Linked DNA regions of Capra hircus: all the other regions are linked to region 2. A link is a contact called in public Hi-C data. All regions are on one chromosome and are shown on one strand. The core of a region is the stretch at or near the end of the contact, and the rest is flanking DNA. Distances in the headings are between cores, read along the strand shown. Region 1 holds the start of NEMF (nuclear export mediator factor NEMF). Region 2 holds the start of VCPKMT (protein-lysine methyltransferase METTL21D). Region 3 has its middle 15 kb from the start of ARF6.

Evidence for each region. A called contact is a pair of places that touch in the nucleus more often than the background predicts.
Region 1: a Hi-C map of blood shows a contact between it and region 2, with 2.7 times the contacts expected there. The contact joins the promoter of NEMF here to the promoter of VCPKMT in region 2. A contact is called at or near these places in 3 of 5 Hi-C or Micro-C datasets (blood and liver).
Region 3: a Hi-C map of blood shows a contact between it and region 2, with 2.6 times the contacts expected there. The contact joins the enhancer-like site here to the promoter of VCPKMT in region 2. A contact is called at or near these places in 4 of 5 Hi-C or Micro-C datasets (blood and liver).

The regions. Positions count from the first base shown.
Region 1 is chr10:60,217,308-60,220,679 of ARS1.2, forward strand. NEMF (nuclear export mediator factor NEMF) reads left to right here and starts at 1,972. Exons shown (of 33, transcript XM_005685629.3): 1 at 1,972-2,117; 2 at 2,954-3,022; 3 at 3,141-3,243. The coding sequence starts at 2,059.
Region 2 is chr10:59,990,512-59,993,873 of ARS1.2, forward strand. VCPKMT (protein-lysine methyltransferase METTL21D) reads left to right here and starts at 1,501. Exons shown (of 5, transcript XM_013967055.2): 1 at 1,501-2,281; 2 at 2,378-2,477. The coding sequence starts at 2,016. SOS2 (son of sevenless homolog 2) reads left to right here. Exons shown (of 23, transcript XM_018054371.1): 23 at 1-1,388. The coding sequence ends at 193.
Region 3 is chr10:60,194,181-60,197,878 of ARS1.2, forward strand. No RefSeq gene overlaps it. Among named protein-coding and RNA genes, the nearest start is that of ARF6, 15 kb to the left of the region's middle. Within about 2 kb of position 2,426, at least 4 of the 5 cell types and tissues checked have an H3K27ac peak or open chromatin away from gene starts, as enhancers often do.

The DNA of each region.
Region 1 (3,372 bases), core at 722-3,221, 230 kb after region 2:
GATGATTTGTCCATTTACTCTTACCTCTTATTTTTCTCACAAGTCTCTAAGTACCCCTGATTCAGAAGTTTTTCAAAATCAAGAAATTATTCCAAACCCCAGAAATGATAGAATTCCATAGTAAATGATAGTTTCTTTATAACACTTATCTTTATCTTCTTTTTCCCCTTATGCGTTTCTTTGTATTTTCCTTCTGACGCTCATTTTCCTTGAGAGGGAAAGCAGAAGCTATGTATGAGTTAGTCCAATGGTTGTCTTATGTATAACTTAAATTAGTATCCTGCTCCTGTCTCATGAGTCTAGGTCTAAGGGCCCTAAAGTAGTGTTTTACCATAAAGTATTTCAGTTTTTGTTTGTAAAGAAGATCCGTTTCTATGTGGATTGCTTTTATGTAAAATATTTAGGCATTATTTGGGAAATGCCTGAAAGAGCCAGCATAAGAACCTTAGTATTGTTTATGTCCAGTTAGACCTCTCGCTTTTACTGTTTGTACTAAAGTTAATGGGGTTCCCCGTCTTTCCTAAAATCAAGTGGCTTATTCCATATTTTGATCTATTTTGCATGATTTACTGTGCCATCTGATGCCCACTGGAGCATCAGTTCCCGTATCTTCTGAAATTATCCATCCAGCCGTTTTTACTTAGAGTCGCCTTCTACTGGTGGGAATTCGGCTTGCCACGACTTGCAGCCGGTAAACCCTAGAATTCTGGTAGGTCTGAATTCCTCGCCGGGCGCTGTGGCGCGCGCCTGTAATCCCAGCTACTCGGGAGGCTGAGGCTGGAGGATCGCTTGAGCTCAGGAGTTCTGGGCTGCAGTGCGCTATGCCGATCGGGTGTCCGCACTAAGTTCGGCATCAATATGGTGACCTCCCGGGAGCGGGGGACCACCAGGTTGCCTAAGGAGGGGTGAACCGGCCCAGGTCGGAAACGGAGCAGGTCAAAACTCCCGTGCTGATCAGTAGTGGGATCGCGCCTGTGAATAGCCACTGTACTCCAGCCTGGGCAACATAGCGAGACCCCGTCTCTTTTGAGTTCTTACCTTAAAAAAGTCTTTCTTATTTTTTAATATCTTTTCATTTTTATCTTTCATCTTACTTCACCATTATGTAGCGAAACAACTGAATAATCAGGTTGCCAAGTATTTATGGAGCCCCTGTTGTATATCACGGAGAAGGCGATGGCACCCTACTCCAGTACTCTTGCCTAGAAAATCCCGTGGACGGAGGAGCCTGGTAGGCTGCAGTCCATGGGGTCGCGAAGAGTCGGACACGACTGAGCGACTTCACTTTCACTTTTCACTTTCATGCATTGGAGAAAGAAATGGCAGCCCACTCCAGTGTTCTCGCCTGGAGAATCCCGGGGACGGGGGAGCCTGGTGGGCTGCCGTCTATGGGGTCGCACAGAGTCGGGCACGACTGAAGCGACTTAGCAGCAGTAGCAGCATTGTATATCACGTACTATGTTGAGCCCAGGGCCTCCCAATACCTAGAATGAATAAGAATCTCACAGTAAAAGCAAAATGCTCTTCAGGGAGCAAGACTTATCAGAATAGGAACTTTTTTTTTAAGAGATGGTTTGCTTTGATCATTGAGGGTAACTGTAGGGCGAAAGAAATAGTCCACTGCGTTAAATTTCAACAGTGTACGCCCCAGGGAAAGTGGTAGTTCCTCAGGTACACAGAGCCGTACCTGGGGAAATCCTCCTAGTACGTTGCTCATAAATTGTTATGACCAGTAGGGGTCACTATGGAGGCTGGCTTGAATCCCGAGAGGCCAGGGAGCAAAGTAACCGGACTAGTTTGTAAGCTTTCCAGGAAGGAATGCAGTTTCAAGAGAATAATTTGTATCTATTTCCAATTGTTTTGGTACGACGAAAAGCTAATCGATGACGACTTGACTGCCGAACGCTTCACAAAATGTGACGCAAAGACGTTCGCTTCAAGGAGTATTGGATCTTCTGCGCGGCCGTAGATCCGCCTAGTGCGCCTGCGCATAAGAGTAGCGGCGTTGAGTCAGGCCGGCAGTGGAGCAAACTGCGGTAGCGACCCTCAAGGCTCGCCATGAAGACCCGCTTTAGCACCGTTGACCTCCGTGCGGTACTTGCGGAGCTGAATGCCAGGTACCGTACGTCGGGTGAACAAGCTTGTGCGGGGGTGCAGGAGGCAAAGGCCATGGCCCTACCGTAGAAATAAGAAGGGCCTTGTGTTTTCCCTCCCCCCCTCCACCTCCGGGTGCTGTTCTCCTGTAGACCTGGCTAGGCCTGAGTGGGCGAGCGCGTGACATCTTTCCGTGGCCCTGAGGATACCCGGGGGACCCCGGCGGCCGCGTGCTCCACCCCCCGGCTGTCCTGGGCTGCTGGTCTCGCCAGGTCTTGCGTCCTACTTTGGCAGGGCTCTCGGCTTGCCGGCCTGAGTTGCCCCGGTCTGGCAGGAAACGTTTACTAAAGAAGTCAGGTGGACGCCAGGACACCAGAGTAAGTCATTAGTTCCAGAGGTTTCCACACCAGAAGCTTGGTTTGGTAGACTCTCCTCCGCACCCCAAAGAGTTTTAGCTGGAGGTAATAGATTCGGCCAGAGATCTGCTTTCTAGTTCGGTTTTTATTAATATTATTTAACTGTGTGAGCTTTGTCATATTTCTCAGGGCTTCGTTTACATTTTTTTCTTCTGTGATTGAGTTAGATTTTACTGTATTTCCTAATATATATATTGGATCACTTAAAAAAACTCAAAGCATTGTATGGGGTTCCTGGAGCTGGTCTGTCACTTTTTTAAAACAGTTACATTCGAGGTTTGGGCAGAAGGTCGCTGGCCTTCAGCCTCTGCTCTCTGGTTGACCCCCTATCTTTAAAGATTCGCTCTTCTACAGGCTGTGCTTCCGCCTACGCTTTAAATTGTGGGAAGTTTTATGTTTCAGTTGGTAGTATGATTTATTACATGTTTCCTTTCTCTTTGCAGCTTGCTAGGAATGAGAGTAAACAATGTTTACGATGTGGATAATAAAACGTATCTTATTCGTCTTCAAAAGTAAGAGCATTTTATAGGCTTGTTTTATCTTTTGTAATTATTATTATTTTTTTAAAAAAGCAGCCTACCTTTGGTGCTGGTAGGACCCTAAAGAAATTTTGACTTTTTTCTTCTACAGACCAGACTTTAAAGCTACGCTTTTACTCGAATCTGGCATACGAATTCACACAACAGAATTTGAGTGGCCTAAGAATATGATGCCGTCTAGTTTTGCCATGAAGGTAAACTTTATTATACTTGAAGCTTAATGTTAAGGCCCCGAGAGTGGTCACTAACAACTGAAGTTATAAACTGGTTTTTCTTCGTTGGTGTAAATAAAACAGGTAAATACAGAGTAGTTGAGACATACT
Region 2 (3,362 bases), core at 251-2,750:
GGTACCTCGTCGATGCTATGTGCTCAGTTCTAGTCAAAATAATCTTGCTCATCCTCAAGCTCCCCCTGTTCCACCAAGGCAGAATTCAAGCCCTCATCTACCAAAACTGCCACCAAAGACTTACAAACGGGAGCTTTCACACCCCCCAATGTATAGACTGCCATTGTTAGAAAATGCAGAAACTCCTCAATGACCCTAGCCATATGTAGTCATTGACACTGGAATGGTATTTGTAAAATTTTTTTTTAATTTATTCAAAAAAGGCATAGTATTTTAGTACTTTTTAAAAAATAATGCTCTTACAAAAATGCTACTGATCAAATAACCTTTCAGAATTGGAAAAATAAAAATACAGAAGTCATTTACCATTATCCTCAGGTGATCAGTAGCATTGCCTTGTCTTGGATCCTCAGTGCTGCCAAAAGGCCAGTATAAGGAATTCATATTTGCACTGTAGACTCTGCTAAAATATGGTTTAAAGTGAAGTTGATTGCACTGAAAGGGGATGGTGCATTTGTGGATTTTTTCAAATTTGAGTAACAGATGACTATTTAAGGCAGTGAATTTACACACATATAGGGGGTGTGTGGTGATAACTGATTTTTAAGCCTCTTTGACCATCTTTTACATCTAGTTTTTACCGAAAATTGTGAATAACACCCACTATTCTTAAACTCTTCAATGCCATGTCTTAAATGCCAGAATTTGCTGCTGAAGACAAAAGTGAAAAATAGAATGAAAATAATAGAATGCACTGTGTTTATTATTTTGTCAAAATGTAAAGACTACCTAACTCAGTCATAGAGGGAAAAAGGGCATATATCTTGTACAGATGTGCCTTTTTGTTTTTGCAGACTATGGTGTCTTTAGCTAACGAGTTGCCTATTGTTTTGGAAAACAAAGTTAATATGCCATATATGTACAGTTTTGTTTATATTGTATATTTAAAAACAATGCTAATAACCTATATAAATTTATGTGACTCAAGGCCTATAATACAATCTGCTACTTTACTAATTCATAAATCCGGAGGATAATTTTCTTATGGCATAGGAACCAACTGCATTGCCTTCAAAACCAAGTAACTTTCTCTATAAATCTCGTGTTAACTACAATTTTTTAAAGTATTTTTTTAGATTGGTAATATTTAAACCAGCAGTTAAAGCTTTATTAAACTTTTTAATCAGAGAAGTGATTAAAACTTTTATTTGCCATTTGTACTCCTCTGTTCAAAGTGATGAAAAAGCGTGTTTTGCTCTTAGTGCTAGCAGCAGTTGTAAAGTAGCCAAAAGCCACATTGTTTATTTACTGGTCTGTGGCCTTTTACTGTGCTTTGTATCAGAGTTCCTAACAAGATTAATAAATCACCCCAGTCTTAATTTTTAAGACTTTTAAAATGTGTTTTCATTATAAGGAACAAGGGGGTAAGACTGTCGAGTTCTGTACAAGTAATACATATACACACATTATTTTCAGTTATTTCGTGCAATTTAAATTCCATAATTCCAAAGAATTTAAGTGATGTAAACTTTAGAGGGAAGAGGGGAAACTGTCTTCACTGTTAAACGCAATCACAAGCTTCCTGCAACCGTTTTATGCATTTAGATGAAAATTTAGGAGCCTATTAGGAACTCGAGATGAGCAGACTATAGCCACCCTTGGTAGTATCTTGGAAGCTGCCTTGATTTAAAGCCAGTAATTTAAAAAAAAAAGACTGTGAATCAGTCTCCAGTCAGGTAAAAACGCTCAGGTTGGCGTTGTCTGGAAAAGTGATTTAAACTGCCCGTTCGTTAAGCCACACTTGTAATTTAGGGGAGAATGAGACGGTCTCGCACGTAGGGGTGCCGCGGCCCACCGTTGGAAGAATGCGGCCTTCCGAGCTTTGTGCCTTCGCGCACGCGCCGTAGCCGCAACTCCGCCACCGGGATGCGCCGGGGCCCTGGCAAGGCGGGGCCCGGAATAGTGCGCGTGAATGTGACGTCGCTGCGTGCGACGCATCTTGTTGCCGGGCAGCGATGGCGGCTTCTCTGGAGTCCTCTGGGGAGGATCCACTGCGGAACTTTGTGCGAGTTTTGGAGAAGCGAGATGGCACGGTGTTACGACTGCAGCAGTATGGCTCCGGTGGCGTGGGCTGCGTTGTTTGGGACGCCGCCATTGTCCTTTCTAAATACCTGGAAACGCCCGGATTTTCCGGCGACGGGGCCCACGCGCTGAGCCGGCGGTCAGTGCTAGAGCTGGGCTCAGGCACCGGGGCTGTGGGGCTCATGGCCGCTACCCTCGGGTAAGACCTGGCGGGAGGGTTCGCCGCTTTGTTCGGGAACCCCGATTACTGGCTTCCCACTCTTGTGCCTACACCTAAATCAACGTTATTTTATAGGGCAGATGTCATAGTCACCGATCTTGAGGAATTGCAAGACTTGCTGAAGATGAATATTAATATGAACAAGCATCTTGTCACTGGTTCTGTTCAAGCCAAGGTACTGAAATGGTTTGTATGGCCTTTCAGCTTGTTTTAAGATAACAATTTGTAGTTGGCTTTAAATTGCGTTTCACTGAAAGCATGATTAATACGAGTGGAGATTTCTGGGTCTTTTTATAAAACAAGACTATTTTAAATTAGTAAAGCAACAGTTTAAAATATGTGGTTGACGTTTTTAAGGGGGGAAGAATTAGAAGACTTTCCTTCTCCGCCAGACTATATACTGATGGCTGACTGCATATACTACGAAGAGGTGAGTATTTGATGAGTGGAGTCTCTTCCTTTAGAAGACTTATACTGTTTTTCGAAGATTCTGGAGCACGCATTACTTAGCATTTTAACATCTCTGAATGCAGGATATATGTTCCATAGTTGATGAACAAAGAGAAAATAAAGGTCACCAGGAAGTACGTATATGTGCTCGTGATTAACATAGAGGTCCCTGAAGCTTATTGAGGAAAGTGTTATGTGCATTTTAGGAGAGGCTTCCGTAAAATTTTTAAAGGATTTTTTTCTTCTGGATCTCCTGTAAAAGGCTAAGATTTCTTTTTCTGTTTTTTTTTTTAAGTTAGCTGTAAGTTGCATCCTAAAGGATTGATTGTTTTGGAGCAACATTTATTATATTTATAGAATTTTTTTTCTTTTAGAATATCAGTTTGTATAGTGTTGTAAGCATCAATCATTTTTTTACAATAATGAACATTGAACCAACTTATGTTCAAATTGAATTTGGACCTTCTTTTGTAAGTAAATTGTTGATTGATTAAATCCTGTTAGAGTAAGCTTTAAGAATGCTGTCAATTCCATTTTTACCCGTGGGTACTCCAAAATGCAGTCACTTGAATCCATCCTCTGGAAGCTGAAATCAATACAATGGTTGATT
Region 3 (3,698 bases), core at 1,176-3,675, 200 kb after region 2:
CGGACACGACTGAGTGACTTCACTTTTGATGATTAATGATAGAGTGAATGAATGAATAAATGCATAAACAGGCTTACTAGTTTAATTAATTTCTATCACAAAGGGTAAATCACTCTTTTAGTCTATATTATTGTATTACTGTACAAGAGCACTAATATTTGTTTTAAAAATGATAAAGCATAACAGCATTTGTATTTATTTGTCTTGCTTATACAAATACTCTTTTTGTAATATGTAATATTGTTTATCCATACATCATGGTGACTATAGATTATCTCCTTTTACAGAATACTGCAACTAATACATAGTGATTTTGTCTGTCTTTGTTTTTTGCCACATGTTAGGCCACGGCCCCTTGGGAAATGAGTTGAAGAAAATGAATTAGAGCTCTGCCATTGTACAGCAAGGGGGTTCATTTGAATAGGCACAAGCAGACAGTGCCTTTAGTACTCTGTGTATAAATAGGGCTTTTTTCAGGGCACACCCTGAGGAAACTATGAAGCACTTTGATATTAAATTGTTATACAGAGAAAACTTAGTGTAACAATACATTTTAATTATTATCAATGTGACTTGTAATAAAATAATGTATTTATAAAACATCTCTTAGCAAGCACCATGGTGCTATGTATTCAATCATCACATGAAATCTCAATAAGAAGCTGTCTAAACCACACTCCAAAAGTTTAAAATTTCCCTCTCCAAAATAAAAGTGAAAGTACATTGCTATTTTAACCTTAGAAGGCCTCAATGAGCTTCCACTGATTCAAGGTAAGGGGAGGAGTTCAAGGGGAAGATATTACCCTCCTCACCACCTTTGTATAGGGAAAGCCCTAGGATTTTTATACTAGTCATAACCAGAGGCCAGCAGTTATGCAAGATTAGAACTATTCCAGTCATTCTCCTCTTAGAAATTATGCCCTTTTCTCAAGGTTCAAGGTGAATAGACATAATCCTGTATCTTAGACTATTTGTATCATGTCAAACAACTTCCTTGTTTCTGTTTATACTTTTAATCTAACTTGTATCCCTAATATTAATTAATAGTTAACATTTCAGGACACCTAGCACATAGCAGGTGCTGGCTCAATAGTTAACTGTTGGATGAATGAATGAATGATTTAAAGAACATTATCTTGATCCTCTCTCGCCTTCGTCAGTATAAGCTGTATGCAGTTTAAAATATTTGTTTCTATACCGAAAGCGAGGCTGTTCAAATATACTAACCTTGATAAATAATTAACCTTGAGAATAGAAAGTTACAAAAAAGCAAATTAATTTGCCAATTATTCTGGCAGGGTGTGGCATTAGTCTGATTCTATGGTGTCCTCAAAGGAAGCACTTTTTCAAACTTAATCTGGTGAAAGTGAAACGTTCTAAGGCAATCTAACATTTTCAAAATGAATAAATTAAATACAGTAGAAAGCTTTTGCCACATTGGTGTAAAGAGTTAGAATCAATAACTGCGACAAAGTTTGCTAAATATCAGGATTTTAATGTATTAAGTTTTGGTTTGGAGACGTGCTTTATTTCACCTCAGATCAAAATCAATGTAACTAATAGGCATGTTTTAATGGAGTGCTGCTGCTGCTGCTAAGTCGCTTCAGTCGTGTCCGACTCTGTGCGACCCCATAGACGGCAGCTCACCTGGCTCCTCCGTCCCTGCGATTCTCCAGGCAAGAACACTGGAGTGGGTTGTCGCATAAAAGTAAAAAGATATTTAAATTGAGGACAATAACCCCATAAGTTTAATTTATAAGTCTAGCAGCGTGACACCGTATAAGTAACTGTGTTCACTTTAGGATTATATTCTGATATTTGAAAACCTGTCAGAAGAAATGAGCTTCTGATAGACATTGTGAGATACTGTGTATTAACTATACTAAAGGCTTTTCCTTCAGAGTGTGGCCAGGAAGTAAATGTTTATTACGTCTCGTTAATCCATTGTTCCTTTATTAAATGTAACAGAATCGGGGTTAGCCCATATGGGCGTGTCTCTGAAATGCAAATAACCCATCATAAAGAAAATCCTGTCCGCAGCAGCGAAACTGTCGCGCGGTTGCGAGGGGCCGCGGGGCCGGGAGGCTTTCTTGGGAGGAGGAAGCCCAGGACTGGACTGAGACCCGGAGACCGCGGAGATCCTCGCCCCCTTGCGGCACCCGGCTCTTCCCCTGCGCCTCCGGAGTCTCCGTCCTAGAGAAGCCCCGCCTCACCTTCCCCTAGTGACCCCGCCTCTCGCCCCCTTCCTCCCCACCGCACCGTCCCTCGTGTCCCACCGCACGCTCCTCCTTGCCCCACCTGCCGCCGGCCCCCGGCTACTCTCCTCTCCAGCCCTGCGGGTCCCGCCTCTCACAGCCCAGGCGGCCCCGCCTCTCCCTGCCCAGGTGGCCCCACCTTCCCTTTCGGAGGCCCAGCCTCCTCCACTTCCTCATTCCTCTGTAGTGGGCTGGGCTGGACCGAGCTGGCGGTTGGTGCTCGAAGCAGTGCACTGGGCTCGTTCTGTATCTTCTTGGCGGGTGATCATTCCGCCTTCTTTTCTTCAACCGCGTCAGCTCTCCTCTGGTGTTCTCTTCCGGCTATGCAGCCCAGGGCCTTAGGCTAGTCCCCTGCTTGATTGTTGCTGAGGCGGTAAGCCGGGACCCGGTTTACCCACAAGCCTTCTCTCCCGGCTGCCAGGGCAGAAACCTTCTGGTTCTGACCCCATAAATGTTCCCCTGAAGGACTGATTTATAAATGACTCGAGCGCAAGCGAATGGACGTGTGTAGACAGGTTGAGACATTCCATTTGGAATGAATGCAGAATCGATTCTGACATTTAGTGCCTCAAAATTAACTCATTCAGATTATGTTTTGAAAGAGCAAAACCCCAGACAGCCCATAACCTTGGTTTCTGCACTGTTAATAAGTAAAAACCTAGATAAAAGCTGGCAAGGATGTGGCGAAAAGGGAAACCTTGTGCATCGTTGGGGTTGCAAACAAGTTTAGCTGCTATGGAAAACAGTATGGCTGTGTGTCAAGAAAGTCAGAGCAGAACGACCACATGATCCAGCAATCCCACTTCTGGATGTACAATTGAAATTTGCTAAGAAAGTAAAACTTAAATGTTCCCCTCCCCCCGAAAAAAAAAGGAAACACGTGAGGTGATGGATGTGTTAACTTGATGGCAGGAATCCTTTTACAATGGACACAATTCATTACATTGTACGCTACCTTAAATATCTTACAATTTTATTTGAAAATTGTTCCTCAATGAAGCTGGAAGAAAAGTGACTGATGCAAATTTGTGCATAATTAACTTTGTACTGGGTATTATGTATATCACTAATTCATAAAATAATACAGGTGAAAAGTATAAGAATAATGAAATAGTGGTTAGGGTAACTGATAGCAGTTCAATTTAAATCGTCATCAATTATACATCAAGTTGAGAGACATACTGCCACTAAAAGTATAGTGACAAATTTGAAAAGCAGAACATAAAAGTTTTACTTAAAATTATGATTTTAAAAATGGATATGAGTATAAAAGGGTGATTGTAGAAGGATACAGAACACAAAATAGAAAACCAGACTCCTTACAGGAGGTCAAAGCTGATTCATCCTTTTGGGGTGCCCTGGAGATGCCTCGAGCTCTTTCAGTTCCTGCCCTTTCTGAGTTTTGGTTAGCCAGAGTTTCCTCTGTGAGCTTCCCTAAATTAG